Regions from separate parts of the Zea mays genome. Here all the other regions are linked to region 1. The links are chromatin contacts, called in public Hi-C maps. All regions are on one chromosome and are shown on one strand. The core of a region is the stretch at or near the end of the contact, and the rest is flanking DNA. Distances in the headings are between cores, read along the strand shown.

What was found. A called contact is a pair of places that touch in the nucleus more often than the background predicts.
Region 2: a Hi-C map of endosperm shows a contact between it and region 1, with 4 times the contacts expected there. The contact joins the promoter of LOC100193903 here to the promoter of LOC100279616 in region 1. A contact is called at or near these places in 6 of 25 Hi-C or Micro-C datasets (bundle sheath, ear, endosperm and 2 more).
Region 3: a Hi-C map of bundle sheath shows a contact between it and region 1, with 1.8 times the contacts expected there. The contact joins the promoter of LOC100278816 here to the promoter of LOC100279616 in region 1. A contact is called at or near these places in 2 of 25 Hi-C or Micro-C datasets (bundle sheath and leaf).
Region 4: a contact with region 1 is called in a Hi-C map of leaf, with 2.9 times the contacts expected there. The contact joins the promoter of LOC103635655 here to the promoter of LOC100279616 in region 1. A contact is called at or near these places in 8 of 25 Hi-C or Micro-C datasets (bundle sheath, ear, leaf and 2 more).

Annotation. Positions count from the first base shown.
Region 1 is chr8:106,558,209-106,561,925 of Zm-B73-REFERENCE-NAM-5.0, forward strand. LOC100279616 (Putative disease resistance RPP13-like protein 1) reads left to right here and starts at 2,042. Exons shown (of 1, transcript NM_001152612.1): 1 at 2,042-3,717. The coding sequence starts at 2,164.
Region 2 is chr8:106,303,991-106,307,707 of Zm-B73-REFERENCE-NAM-5.0, forward strand. It overlaps LOC100193903, which reads right to left and starts at 1,982. Exons shown (of 15, transcript NM_001138976.1): 1 at 1,740-1,982; 2 at 1,616-1,648; 3 at 979-1,043; 4 at 633-720; 5 at 475-547; 6 at 53-159. The coding sequence starts at 1,834.
Region 3 is chr8:106,778,296-106,782,012 of Zm-B73-REFERENCE-NAM-5.0, forward strand. LOC100278816 (putative mediator of RNA polymerase II transcription subunit 26b) reads left to right here and starts at 1,840. Exons shown (of 9, transcript NM_001323007.2): 1 at 1,840-3,194; 2 at 3,282-3,350; 3 at 3,449-3,531. The coding sequence starts at 2,598.
Region 4 is chr8:106,419,517-106,423,233 of Zm-B73-REFERENCE-NAM-5.0, forward strand. It overlaps LOC103635655 (obtusifoliol 14-alpha demethylase), which reads right to left and starts at 1,706. Exons shown (of 3, transcript XM_008658061.3): 1 at 1,622-1,706; 2 at 1,005-1,530; 3 at 1-927. The coding sequence starts at 1,478.

The sequences.
Region 1 (3,717 bases), core at 792-3,291:
CTTACTCTTGTGCTTCTCTTGTGATCAACATTGTAAGGGCGAGGGGCTCCAACTTGTGGAGATTCCTCGCAAACGGGAAGAGAACTCTAAAGAAAATGACTGTGGTATTCAAGTTGATCATTGGATCACTTGAAAGGGGTTGAGTGCAACCCTCGTCCATTGGGACGCCACAACGTGGAAGTAGGCAAGTGTTACTTAGCCGAACCATGGGATAAAGCACCGTGTCTCTTGTGTTGCTTTTCTCTGTGATTGATTTCTTCTCAAGAGCCCGCTCTATAGCAACTTGGTTTAATCTAACTAACATTTTATAAACCAAGTTTGTGCTATTAGTGTTGAATTTCCCAGGATCACCTATTCACCCGCCCTCTAGGTGCTCTCAATGTGACAATGAGAGTGCAATCCGCATGGCGGAATAACCTGTTGATTACAACCGCACAAAGCACATAGACATCCGACACCACTTTCTGAGAGACCACTCGCAAAGGGGAGATATCGCCATAAACCATGTGAGCACCAAAAATCGGCTAGCCGATATCTTCACCAAGCCCCTTGATGAAAAGTGATTTTGTGAGTTGAGTGAGCTAAACATCGTAGATTCTCGAAACCTGGATTAAAGATTGCACACATTGCACATTTTTGTTATACCTTTGATCATGTTATTCATTTGGTACTATTGTTTCTTTTCTTTATTTATATTCATGTTTATACTATGGTCAAGTTGTAGATATCATCCCTCGATCTCATAAGTCCAAGTGAAATTGATGCACACATTTATGGGGAGGATAGTCTATAAGTTGACCTTTTTGAGACTAACAATGTTTTCAAATTGATCATGTGTGTAGTCTCAAAGTATTTGAAAGGAAATGGTGAACTTGAGCCAAAAGGACGCTTCCACTGCCAAAATAAGGGAGAAGATTGAGAAGGGAAGAAAGTAAAAGAGAAGGAGAGGAGAAGAAGAAGCAAGAAAAGAAGAAGAGTAAGAGTGCCACAAGTGAAGATGAAACAAGTAGCATCAAAGATGGAGATGATGATAAATCTTATTTGATCTCCAAGAATGACAAGAAAAAACAAAGCAATGGGTGACAATATCAAGAAAACTTATGGAGCCATATTCCCTATGTCTAACCTTGATTCGACAACTCCCATAAATGTACATGCAAGCAAGTTATCTCATTTAGATGGGACTAACTTTACCAAGTGAAAGCACAATATGAAGGATTATCTTATAGGTCTTCATCTAGAGCTTTGGAAGATTGTTAAGAATGGTGTGTATGAGTTGTTTAATCCTAGCAATCCAACTCACTTGAGTACCATCACATTCATCTTAAAGCTCAAGCCGCAAGTGCCATGTTGAGTGCATTGAGTGGGGAAGAATACAACAAAGTTGTGGGTTTAGAGTTTGCCAAAAAAAATATAGGATACTTTGCATATTGCTCATGAAGGGGTTGACAAAGTAAGGCAATCAAAGATTGAATTATTGATGGCAAAGCTCAACTAATTTGTAATCATCGATAATGAAGGGCCACAAGACATGTTTGATAGATTGATGGTCATTGTTGGAAGATTAGAGGTCTTCGTGGAGATAAAATCAATGATCACAAGGTCATTAAAATCATGTTAGAGGCTTATTCACCAAGGAATAAGACTATTGTGACTTTGATTGAAGACAAGAAGTTCGAGTATTTCATAGCAAATGGTGTGCTTAGAAGAATAAAAATCTTTGACATGCAAAGAGAAGAGGCCAAGTAGTATCACTTGATAAGTTGAAGACCACTCATATATTTAGGGTCTGTTTGAGACTGTTTAGATTCAAGCTGTGAAACTATAGTCTATAATATAAATTAAAATAGTTTGAAAAAATAATTTTAATCTAAATGCCATCTAAAGTTTCACAATTCTGCGCTATCAACTTTATCAATTATTTCTTTGAAACAGAGGTTAACTCACTAGTAAAAGCCGCGTTGGATTTTAGGTAGCTGTTACCATCTCTGCTTCTCTGGTCCCGGCTTCCCGATCCTCGCTACGTTAGACCACAGCACAGTGCGAAAGCCACACGAAAGCGACGACCAAGGGAGAATCCGTCAATTCCCCAATCCCCATCCTCTCACCGGCGCAAACCCACGGGATCCGTCGCGATCGCGACGCAGCCTCCAATTCGCGCCGATGCCTGCCCCCGCGCCGTGGCCCGTGTCGCAGGACGTCGCGGCGCTCGCCGATCGCGCCAGCGCCTTCTCCCGTGCCGTCGTCGGGCCCCGCAACGACCTGGGTGCTCTCGCGGCGGCGCTCCTTCGGATCCAACCCGTAGCCCGCGAGCTCGAGCGCTGGAGGTGGCTCACGCCCGGCGACCCTGAGGTGCCCGACCTGCACGCCTGGCTCTTCGAGCTCAGGGACGCGGTGGCCGACGCCGAGAGCATCCTAGATGAGCTCCACCGCCGGCGCCAGATCGGCCCTCCGCTCTCGGCCTGCGTATACGCCACGTTCCGTGGCCCCGGACGGAAGCTGAGGCGGCTGACGGAGAGGCTCAACCGCGCCCGCGACGATTCGGAGCGTCTGCGACCTGGCAGCGCTGCGGCCATCTACGGTGTGCGGTCGCCGAACAGGGTAACCGGCTCCGTTTTCGCGGAGCGGAAGGTACTCGGGCGTGGGGAGGAGTGCAACTCCATAATCTCCAGGCTCGTCGACGATTGCGAGGAAACATGCCGTCCGGTATCTCCGGTTATTGCAGTGGTTGGCCATGGAGGCATCGGCAAAACCACGGTCGCTCAGTGCGTGTACAACGATGCGAGGGTTGAAGCGCGGTTCGATCTGAGAGCCTGGGTCTGCGTCTGGGACAGATCAGATGAGGCCGAGCTCACCAGGGAGATTTTACAGTCCATTGGTTGTGCAGATGATAAACCGTGTGATGACGGTCTTGCCAGTTTAGACAGTTTGCAGGAGAAGTTTGAGAATCTGGTTGCACGTAAGAGGTTCCTCCTGGTACTTGACGATGTTTGGATTGATGAGGGTAAAACCGAGAAGGAGAATAGGAGCATTTGGAACAGAGTGTTGGTGCCACTTAGATCTGCCACAACTGGGAGCAAGGTCTTGTTGACCACTCGGATGAAACTAGTAGCTGAGGTTCTGAATGCGGGTTATTTGGTTTCGCTTGATGGATTAAGAAGCAGTGATTGTTGGTTGCTGTTGAAGGAAGTTGCTTTGGGTGGAGAAACCATGGATTTTCCACCTGAGTTGCAAGAGGTTGCAGGAACTCTTGTTGCAATGGTTAAGGGCTCACCTTTAGCTGCTAAAGCTATTGGGCAAATGGCAAGGAGCACCAGGAGCACACGGAAATGGAGAACCCTGGTGAACACAGAAATTAGTAATGATATCATTATCTCTTCCATCCAACTCAGTTACAAACACTTGCCGGGTCATCTCCAGCGCTGCTTTGCATACTGCAGCATATTTCCATCAACTTGGAGGTTCAGTCGCTCTCAGTTGGTCAATATGTGGATAGCTCTCGGTTTCATTCAATCATCAGCAGAAGGGAAAGGGCTGGAAGAATTAGGGCAAAAATACTTTGATGATCTCCTATCACGATCCTTCTTTGGTACTGCAAATAAAGACCAGCAAACATATTACTTCCTTGATGACCTAATGCACATTTTGGCACAGCACTTCTCTGCTCATGATTGTATGAAAATCAACGAGGGCATCCCTGTTGTGATTCCACCAACA
Region 2 (3,717 bases), core at 732-3,231, 250 kb before region 1:
CAACATTTCAGCTATGCTTGATACATCTCAACTGCAGGGAATCTAGTTGTACCTTGTGGCCAGTATCTGATTTGTCTCAGCCACATAGGTCATATCTGAAATGTAATCATCGTGGACTTCAAAACTGTTGCAGCAAGATCGCTCCCGGGTATCCCATACCTAAAATTAAAAATGAGGATAACTAAGTCAAAAACTAAATTATACATCTAATAGAAGATAATTGCATATAAAACATTTTCTTCTACAAAAGGAACCATCTTATAAACATCACATAAGTCCAAAAACAGACATACATGAACATTACTGTAACAGTGATTTCAGTATGCTCGGCACAAGCATTGTTATATAAATAAGCTTATTAATGCTTCTCCTCATATGACCCCAAAATGTGAAGGTACTGGAAACAAAATGATTGAAACTGAACTGTATTTTAGCACATATACATCTTAGGACAGCAGACTTGCTGCTCCATACCTTAATGCAGCCTTCATCATCACCTGTGGCAATTGTAGATTCAGTAAGACAGACAAGGCGGTTTATGGCATTCCTAAAATCATGTTACAAATGGGCCAATGTTTAGTTCCACAAAGAAAATAAATAAAACACTAGCACTGAAAACTAACAAAACTCACTCATGTGCATCCTCCAAGCGGGCAATGGCCTTGCCCGATTCTACATCTGAGGCAAGAACTGAGCAATCAGCTGACCCTGACAAAATCACTGAACAAAACCACAACATCAAGGAAATCATCAGGATACGGTTAGAGGACATAAGGCATGCAACAGGGTGTATCAAGGTGTGCTGCCTCCCAATTAGTCCCAGATTGTCATTGCCAGCTTAAAGCTGCTAACTTTGTAGTATCGTGTTTGAAACATAACAGAGTAAGAAACAAAGATCAGAACGATCTATGACATGCAGTGCAAGCGGGTACACAGGCTGGCAGGTATATAACAGAATTCAATAACAAAAGACATTACCTTTTCCTGAGTCCACAAAACGAACAGCTCTGCATGACTCCTTGTGGGCTTTTAACAAAAGTAACCTTAGTATCAAACAAGAACGAAGTGAATGTCAATCTCTAAGGTTGGAATCAACCTTCGGATTGCCAAAGCATAAGTGCATAGCCTCAATCAAAGACTCCAGAATCACGGAATGCACTAACCACATGGCATTTCTATTTTTGCAATTCAATTCAGGCCCGTAGGATAGGGGGAAATATCTTATGCAATCACTTATATTGGTGCAAGCGTGCAATCAAACGATTTGGTGCATCTAATCTAGATCTAATGATAACTGTTATTTTACATTTAACCCCTTCCACCTGAAACATAATACCTATTTTACTTTTAACCCCTTTCATATGAAACCGTTGGATCTAGATTGGATGCTCTGGATGGTTTGGTTGCACGCTTGCACCAAATGAGTGATTGCACAGGATATGTCCTCCGTAGATAGAGACTACATAGTTATAGAAACTTTGTGCACGCCTAATCAAAGACCAAGGAACACTAATCCGATGCTGCAAACAAAGCAACACAGTGCCGAGCGCCGCGAGGCGGAATTCTAAGTGCGAAACTAACAGATCATGAGCAATAACAGAGCTTCCGTATGTACCTCTCAGGCTGCGACTCCGGGCCGTAGCGGAACCTGTGAAACCAACCAGATTGGAAAAGCGTTAGAACAAGCAAACTGGGACGGGAAGCTTGGAGTTTCGGTTTGTGCGGTGCGGAGGGCGTACAGGCAGAGCTCTCCGGTGATGATGGAGGTGACGACGAGCGGAGACGACGGGTGGAAGTCGAGGTCGAAGGGCATCTCCTCGTGGAGAGCCTCCATCGCGGCGCCTGACAGTTGGGGAGGCGGGCGGCGGCGCGGCTGACGGAGAAGGAAACACAAACGACCGTGGGAGGGCGTCTCGGGCAGAGCTGGGCTATTAAGGCCTGAGACAAAGCTGGGCTGGACATGTGTAAACGGGCTCCGAAGTAATCCCGCTGAGGGCCCAAACGAGATCTTATCGCATCTCTTTCGTCGTCGTCGTCGTTTTGTTATAGCCCTTGGTAACGCTGAGAGGAGGGAAAAGATTGATGGGAGCGGCGACGGAAAGAGGAAGAGAAGGGTCAAGGGGGAGGGTCAAAGGGGGAGGGAGAGCAGGAGAGGGGGGAGGGGTAAGAGATAGGGATGGATTCGGATGTCTGGAGATCCGAAATATCCGTATTCGTATTCGGATAAAGCGCTAATATGGATATCCGTATTCGTATTCGATTTTAATATGGATGTTAAATAGACATATCCGAATTCGTTTCTTCTCTATCCGATTTAAGATTCGTATTCGACAACATTCGACAAAACCGTGAAATATCCGATACTATTCGTATCCGAAAGAAAAAAGCACTTAATAAAATCAATTTAAACTTACTTTTATTACTAATTACTAATTACAAGTGATTTTAAATATTAAATAATATACTAAAAACTGAAGTACACTATTTAAAATGTTAAAAATATTTATATCATAAACAAATGACCGTGTTAATCTTACAGTACTAGTGATATACAATGATAAATTTTAATAATATTAAAAATTATAATTTTGAATACATTAGATTATTGGAGTTTGAGTCCAAAATACAAATACTTAATATACAAAAAGATTATAATTAGAGTCCAAAATATAAATATTTTATTTAAAAATATGATATTCAACTAAGTTTCAACTAAATAATGTATATGTACTATTGTTCATAATTTGCTTGTAATGTGATTTTTATCAACTATAAATCCATCGATAAAACAAATTAATACTTGTTATGATGCTATGTTCTAAATCAAGTAAGTATCCGAATATAAATCCGAATTCGAACTATCTGTTTTGTATTCGTATCCGATAGTATTCGTATTCGTATCCGTATTCGAATTAAAATATGGTAAATAGTGACATTCGAATCTGTTTCCATGCGTATCCGATCCGAATCCATCCCTAGTAAGAGATATCCAAATAAGGTCTTGTTAGGATACTTTGGTTATAGCATCTCCAATGCGTGAACTATAAAAAATGACTATAACTTAAAAATGAATATAATTTATAGAATTTAGGACACCAATAAAATATTCTACTCCGACAACGAAGTTTTAAATCTAGATTATAGGACAGCCCACTGTGGTGTAGTATATTTGGGGCACTTGAAAGGATGTCCTATAATTTTTTGACCAACACTACATAAAAAATGTAAATTTCCTACGGCTTACTATTTTTCTACTGCTTTCTATAGAAACGTTAGGAAGTTAATAACTTCTGAAAGGGTACTGCAATCTCTAAGAAGTTAGCATAACTTCCGAGTGGTACTGCGAGACAACTTCCAACGGTTTTAGTGCGGGCTCTCGAAAGTTAACTCGTAGGGCTTTGACCGACAGCCGTAGTCAACTGGAAGCGCCTAACTTCTGACGGTGACTAAACAACCTCTTAGAAGATAAGGTAACTTTCGACGGTATTCACTTAGCATCTCGAAAGTTAGTTTTTAACACTAACGGTGTCGTCTGCTATTCGCCAAGCATTCGACGCCTCATACCTTCTCCTAGGACTGGGCGTTCGGGTTTACCCGAAATTTCGGGTCGGGTTTTTTGGGTTTTTTATATTTCGGGTTTTCAACAGTAGAACTCGTACTCGTACCCAAACTTTCGGGTACCCGCAATTTCGGGTACCCGCAATTTCGGGTTTGGGT
Region 3 (3,717 bases), core at 590-3,089, 220 kb after region 1:
CCGACGCGCGCTTGACGAATCGGTTCGGCAGCAGCCGCTTGTTTCGGATATCCAACTCATCCTATCCCTATCTATCCCACCCGTTTCGCTGGAGGAAAAAAAAATCAAACATGTGAGCCACATGCACCCGGTCCCGGCCGGCCCGCCCTCTCCCTCTCCTCTCCTCTCCTCCTGCTTGACACGGTTTCCTTCCTCGCCTCGCCTCGCCTGCTGGTACGCGTCGTTTTCCCTCATCTCACCCGGCGGGGGAGATGCACGCTCCAGTTTTTTTAGATATAAAAAGTTTCGTCGCAGGACTGCGGCTTGTGTGGGTCGCCGTTGTGCAATAGTACAACCAACCATATATATATACAACTCCCTCAATTCCAGTGATTTTCTTTCGAGTGCGTGAGAAGTGAAGTTTTTTTGTTTCCTCTCTCTCTCTCTCTCTATCTATCGATCTATCTTTTTTTTAATATATACTCTTCCATTTCCTTTTTCCTTCCTACTATCTCTGCTGCTACACGAAGCCAGCATATGGTTGCTAGTGAAAAGGACACACGACTGGCCCTTCGGCTACCCCAGCAGCCACTCCAAAATGGAACACCCGCGTAAGTCATACTACTGTAGAAAATTTAAAAAAAATGAAAATAAAAAAAAGAACCTCGAAACAACCCTAGCCAGCCACTGTCCCACACTACTGGTGGGAGACGCTAGATGCGCACGCAGTGCACAGGGGACAAAATACAGAGACGGAATTCCTTCTCAACAAAAAGCATGAAACACATGCCACTTTTGAAATGGGAGTATCTATGCGCGGCGTGGGAATAAGCCAGGATGCTCGGATCAAGATGCTAACACTGCAAAAACAGACGATGCATTTCTTTCGCTGTTTATTATAGTTTCATCAGATTGTTTGGTGTAAGATTTTGATGGCTATAGTATTTTTTTTTCTTTTCCCGAGATTTCCGGAGAGGATTTTTTTCTTCTTTTTCTTTCCATCTCTCTCGCTCTTTTCGTTCAATCTTACTTATTATACCGTCACCCATTCTTATCGTTCTTGTTTTTTTGCGACCATGGGTTATCATCTCATGTATTGCGAAACCTATAGTATAGCATTCGACTCCTCATCTCATGTATTGCAAAGCATCGCGGACCTCTTGTGTCTTACGATTTTGCCACCTTGAGAGCCTGCTCTGTACTAGGTGCAGCGCGTCGCACGACTGTGTTAAAAAACTCGTCTTCCGTCTTTTTTTAAAAAACAAATGCACAACAGTTGCCTACAACGACAAGCATTTTTTTTCAAAAGTTATATTCATGTCTCGTCAGTTGTTTCATATAGAATTACGTCTTTATTGTCTCATTCAACCTATCAACTAGAACAAGTACCACGCACCAAGCTGTATTAAATTCACTACAATAAATTTTTTATTTAACACACATTGTACATGTTCCGACTTTATATGGATTTTTTAAAAAAATTAATGATTAAACATTGAAATACGACATGAAGAAAACAGAATAAAAATATATGATAAAGCTTGTGAGGGCATCCCATCCATTTGACATGACACGCTGTGTGCAGTGCTGAAAATACTTGTGCTCGGTAGTCGGTACGCAAATGACTTTGCAATTATGGCCCGAGAGAGATATGCTTTACCAAATAGTAAATAGTTCAGATTATACGCAACTAAACAATAATCATGATGGAAAACCACCCTGTGACTTTGTGAGTGAGCATCATCAACCTAGCAGCACTGCTCCTCAACACAGAGAGAGAGAGAAGGAAAGAGACCGGAAAGGGCGCCCCCCGACGCCCGAGTCGACCGCAACAAGAATCAGCCACGCCGCGTCTCACCCATCTCCCGTAGCATTTCCGCCATCTCCTGCGGGTTGAGTACGGCCGAGTCCTGCTGCCCTTCGCTCGCTTCTTCTGGTAAATTGCAGTTTGTTACCGCAATTGCAGCTGCTAGTGGTGGCGAGGCATGGGCCATGGGAGAAAGACTAGTTGTTGCTGGTGTTTGGTAGTAGTAGCCGCGTAGGTCTCGTGGGTGTGCGCACCCTGCCTTCCCCGTCCCTATCCGCCCGTCTCATCGTCATCCCCTTCCTGTCTTCAACTTCACCTTCCCTGTGTTTCCTCCCCGCTTCCTTCCGCTCTAGGGGTCAGCCAGGCAGTCCAGATAAGATTTGCTCTGGTTAGGCTACCTCCGCGCCGCGCTGGAACTCCCTCCCGGTGAGGTTGTTGAAACCGACAAGGAACGGGGACGTGGGGCCCGAGGAAGGTCACGCTGCTAGTTTTTTTCCTTCGCGATCGATCCCTTCCGCCTCCGGATTCGCCCTGCTCTTGTTCCTCCGCTGTTTTCTCGATCGGTTGGCTGGTGACTCTGCCCCTGCCCCTGCCCCTGCCCCGGCCCCGATTCGGGGGAATCTGATTCGCCGTTGGGCGGGCGGGAGAGATTGGGTTCTTGGTTCTGGTGCCGGTGCGCGCGGCGTAATTTGGTAGCAGATAGAAGCAGGAAGGGGGAGCATCGGCCCTTGGCTGCGCTGCTGAGAATCGCGGTCGGGGGAGGCTGATCTTGGCGACGGTGGCCCGGCGGGGACCGGTGGCGGCCGCGGCGATGGCCGACGGGCTGGATCGGTGGCGCGGCTTCTTCCGTGGCGCCGGCGCTGGCATCTGCGACGTCATCGAGAACGCCATCCTCGTGGCGGCGGCCGACGCGCCGCGGGACTTCCTGCACCGCCGCGACCGCATCGCTGAGAGGCTCTTCACCGCGCTCCGCCGCGACGCGGCGCCGCCGTCCTTCGGCAGCGCCGCGGCGTCCACCACCCCGGCCACTCCCGTTGAGGAGGACAAGGGCAGCGTGCGCCGCGTCGCCGAGAAGGAGTGCAAGGTCGACAGCAGCAGCAACGGTACCCACGGCGGCGGCGGCCATGGCCATGGCCACGCCGATGAGGACGATGATTCTGACTCTGACGACGAGCGCCTCCGCCGCGCCGCAGCGAGCAACTATGGCCACAACTACGATGATGATGACGAAGATGGCGACCAACAGGAGGAAGATGAGCAGCAGCATGCCGCGGATGATACTGAAGAAGGGGAGGAAGACCACGACGCTGAGGAGCTCGAGGCGCTCACCAATGAGATCGATGAGGAGTCACAGATCGTCGGCGAGGTCCTCCGCATCAAGGAACTCCTCCTGCACAAGGAAGACCATGTACTGGCAGACTGCCTCGTTTCTTCATTTATTTATAAGGTCCTTAAACTTCGAATTCCTCTGAGCTAAATCATGTTGTTCCTGCAGTCGGATGCCACTTTGTTCGATTCACTGAGGAGGCTGCAGTTGATGCAATTGTCCGTCTCTACGCTAAAGGTACAAAATGGATATTGCGTACATATGAGCTATTTGATGTGTTGATCCCTGTTTGCTCTGGCTGTTTGGTTTCTTAATCTTAGGACTGTTCATTGCAGGCTACTGAGATTGGAAGAGCTGTTAATCGGCTGCGGAAACACAACTCACGAGAGATTCGGCACCTCGTGTGCACTCTCATTGAGTAAGTTCCATCTTCATTTCTGTCAATTTTGGTCCCTAGTGCTACTTCTCTGTTGCTTTCAAAGTGCTTAATAGCAGACCAAAATCACTGATCAAATATCAACCAACCAATTGTAGATTAGCTACATAATCATTGGAAGTGCCTTCTTGCTAGCGTTCTTGGAAATGTTGTTGACATATGAGGTTA
Region 4 (3,717 bases), core at 456-2,955, 140 kb before region 1:
AGGGGACACGAGCTCGAGCTGGAAGTTCCTCAGCAAATGGCTGAGCATCACCTTGATCTGCAGATACGCGTACGCCTCGCCGACGCAGCTGTGCCGCCCGCAGCTAAACGCCTCGTAGGTGAACTTACCGCCGGCCCTGTCCTCCTCCCTCCCAGGCCCAAACCGGGTCGGGTCGTACACGTCGGGGTCCTTGTACACGCTAGGCAGGTGGCTGTTGAACAGCACGGGGCTCGCCACCGTATGCCCACCCGGGACCTCGTACTCGCGGCCGTCTCTCGTCCGTACGCCGAAGCTCCTCCGCGCCTTGCGGAAGAACACCGCCGACGGAGGGTGCATCCTCAGCGCCTCCTTGATGCTCCAGTGGAGGGTGGTCATCTGCATGAATTCACTGTAGCCGACGCGGTCCCCGTGCCCGTGGTCGGTGAGGATCCGCCTCTGCTCCTCGACCGCGGCAGCCATGGCCGCCGGGGTGCTGAGCAGGCGCGCGCCGGTCCAGGTGCTGGCGAGCGTGCTCGTGTCCATCCCGCCGAAGACCAGGAGGATGATCATGCCGGTGACCTCCTCCTCGGTCGTGGCCCGCCCGTCCTTGTACCTGGAATCGATCAGGCTCTGCAGCACGTCCTCCTCCTTCTCCTTCTCCTCCTCGCCCCGCCTCCTCCGGGACCGCACGACCTCGCTGAATATCTTTAACAGCTTGGCGCGCGCCCTGTCGCGCCGGCGGTTCGTCGGCGTGGGGGCGTAGGGGAAGAGCACGCTGGACAGGCGCATGCCGCTCTTCAGCTCGTGGAACAGAGCGTGCATCTCGTCGAACATCTTCTCGCGGACCTCCTTCCCGAGCAGGCACCGGCTTGATATCAGCATCAGCAGCTGGCTGAACTCGTGCTTCAGGTCCACTGTGCCTTCCTCTCCCCATTTTGCAAAGTAACCCTATGATGATGATAATTAATTTAAAAAAAAGAAACGCACGAATAATAATATAAGTTAATAACAGACAGAAAACATACTTCTACTTCCTGGACGATGGGGTCGACGTGTATCCTGAGCTTGGAAGGGCGTTTCAGCGGATCGCTGTAGAAGCGGATCTGCTCGTACCGGGTGGCGAAATCGACGCCGTACCCGACCTCCTTGCCGAACATGGGCACCATGAAGTCGAGCATGTTGCCATGGTTGATATCCGACTCCGGCCCGTTGTAGAAATGGTTCAACACGTCTGGCCCCACCAGGAACGTCGTCTTCATCAGTCCCAAGAAACTTACGGTGAACACGCTCCCCATCCTCGCGTGCTCGTCGTGGATCGTGGCTCGCAGACCTTTGGTAAAAAGCGTGTGCACGAACCGCACGAGGGATCTGCCCTCCACGACTGGCGGAGCTGGTATGGTGCTTCTTGGGGCAGACGTCGTAGCTCGCCGTTTTGCGATGATCTTGGTGGCTATGGCGGCGATGGCGAGGAAAGAGACGGTGAACCACACAGCATCCATGTCGCTGTAATCAGTGATTGATGGAGCCAACCAGGTTGACGATGTATACGATCTGCAAGAACCTGATCAAGCATGAGTTCGTTGATAATAGACTAGTAGTAGTAGCAAAGAAGTTATGGAGACTGAGAGATATAGTACGCTACCACATATATAATGAGGTGGATTAACCAGTGCCAACAGAAAGGACGACGACAGTCTTAAGAGGAACCAAAAGAATGCAGCCACCATAAGTCAGTAGCGCAGAGCCTCCATATATACAAGTCGACAAAGTTTTTACTGATTAAATAAGTTGATTTCTCATTAACCAAGCCGGCAAAGCCTTTTCGTTTCTTCCAGTTGTGATAGTGACTTATTCCCTCCATCCCTTCAGGTCTAAATTACAAGTCGACTTGAGTCAAATTTATAAAACTTTAACTACAAATATATTTTGTTATTTAGTTTTGAAACCTAACAGTCATATGCACTCATTTGTCTTAAAAATATTTTGACAAGACTATAATTGTATTAAGAGTTTACCTGTGCTTCGAAGAAAAAAAACATCGATCAAAGCTACTCCCTCCATCCCATTATATAAGGTGTGAATATGATCATCCCTAGTTTAAAGACTAAAAAATACATTTAATTCTCTCTATATCATTGCATCGATGTATGTGTATATAGAGATAGCACGTCTTATATCGTGGGACAAGAACAAAATGTGATTATGCTTTATATTATGAGACGGAGGGGTAATTTGGACAAGGGAGTAGGCCAGAAGATTGGTGATGTTGATTCTAAAACTGCATTCATTTGATACCTCTGTATCGTTGTTGTCGTATATGTGACGGACTAACAGCCAAACAAGCCGGCACAGTTTCGTTAATTATATATATTGATTTGCCATTAATTAACCGAGTCATTCTACTTTAATTGTTGATTCAGAGACGACGAACATCCGCACTGACAGTTTGGAGCCACCTACCCCCACCATTTTTTACATGGCGTAATTTTTTTGTCTTCAGTTAAACATCGTTCTGCATAATTTATATAAGTTCACGACATAAGATTTATATTGTTAGATTCACTATATACACTTTCTTAACAACTTACATAATTCGTGTATTTTGGAGTTGTAAGATTTTTTTTTAAAAAAATAGATGGTCAAAGAAATAATACTTGACTTAGTATAAAACTAATATAATATAGTCTGTTTACGAAGGATATCCACATCTAAAAAGATTATAATGTCGCCTTCGATCCGGAGATACCAACTCTTGCCTACCCGTATAGAACTTGATCCGCCAGGCACATCGAACTCGTACGTGACAATGATGATAATGACGGGTTAGGGGATCTAATTAGTTGTTAATGTTGAGCACCAAAAGTGACGGACGGTCGGGCCTTAGGGCCCGGACGGTCCGCGGCCCCGCGATCAGATTAATTCAGATGATTATCCTTATCTCGTGCGTGGTTATCCATCTAATCACGTGTGATTTGTGCAAAAAAGAGGCCGATTAAACCGGCCAGAGGATTGGTGCAACCAAGATCACTTGGTCATCCTCTTCCAGGGATGTTATGGTGTTGTCCAATCTATTCATCGCCGATGTCTTGTCCTACTCAAATGTGGGGTGGTACGACGATGAATCCATATTACTGGTCCAATCCATTTAGTTATTCGGGCTGGGGGCATTACAAGTTTTTGCCTCTTGACATGTTGATTAGGCAGACAAGGCCGAAGAGGATGCAATCCGAAATGACCTCTATGCATCAAATTTCTATCAAATATTTATATTATCTAATCACAAGATCTGATGACTTGCGTCGAGTTGAGTCTTTACTTCTGGAACAAAATAACTCATGAGATTTATTGTTTCGAAGTGTGTTGATGCTTTTGGTTCGCCAAACTCCACCAAAAGGCAGGGGACATGTGTTGAACACTCAAAGTGGTGGACGGTCGGGTGATTATCCTTATCTCGTGCGTGGTTATCTATCTAATCACATGAGATTTGTTGGCTATCCCCTAGGAACGGGTCCAGACCTCCCCCTATATATATGAAGGGGTACGACCGATTGAGAACCCCCGAACACATTCCAATCGAACCAATTACTTTCTTTATCATTCCTGCCCTAGGAGTAGATGTAGTGTAGTTCTAGTTAAAGCCTTCCACATATCCACCTCGACCCCTATTCGACTCTACGTCGTCTAGATTCGTCTTGAGTGGCCTGTCGACCCCAAGACGACCCTAGGATCTTACTCCTA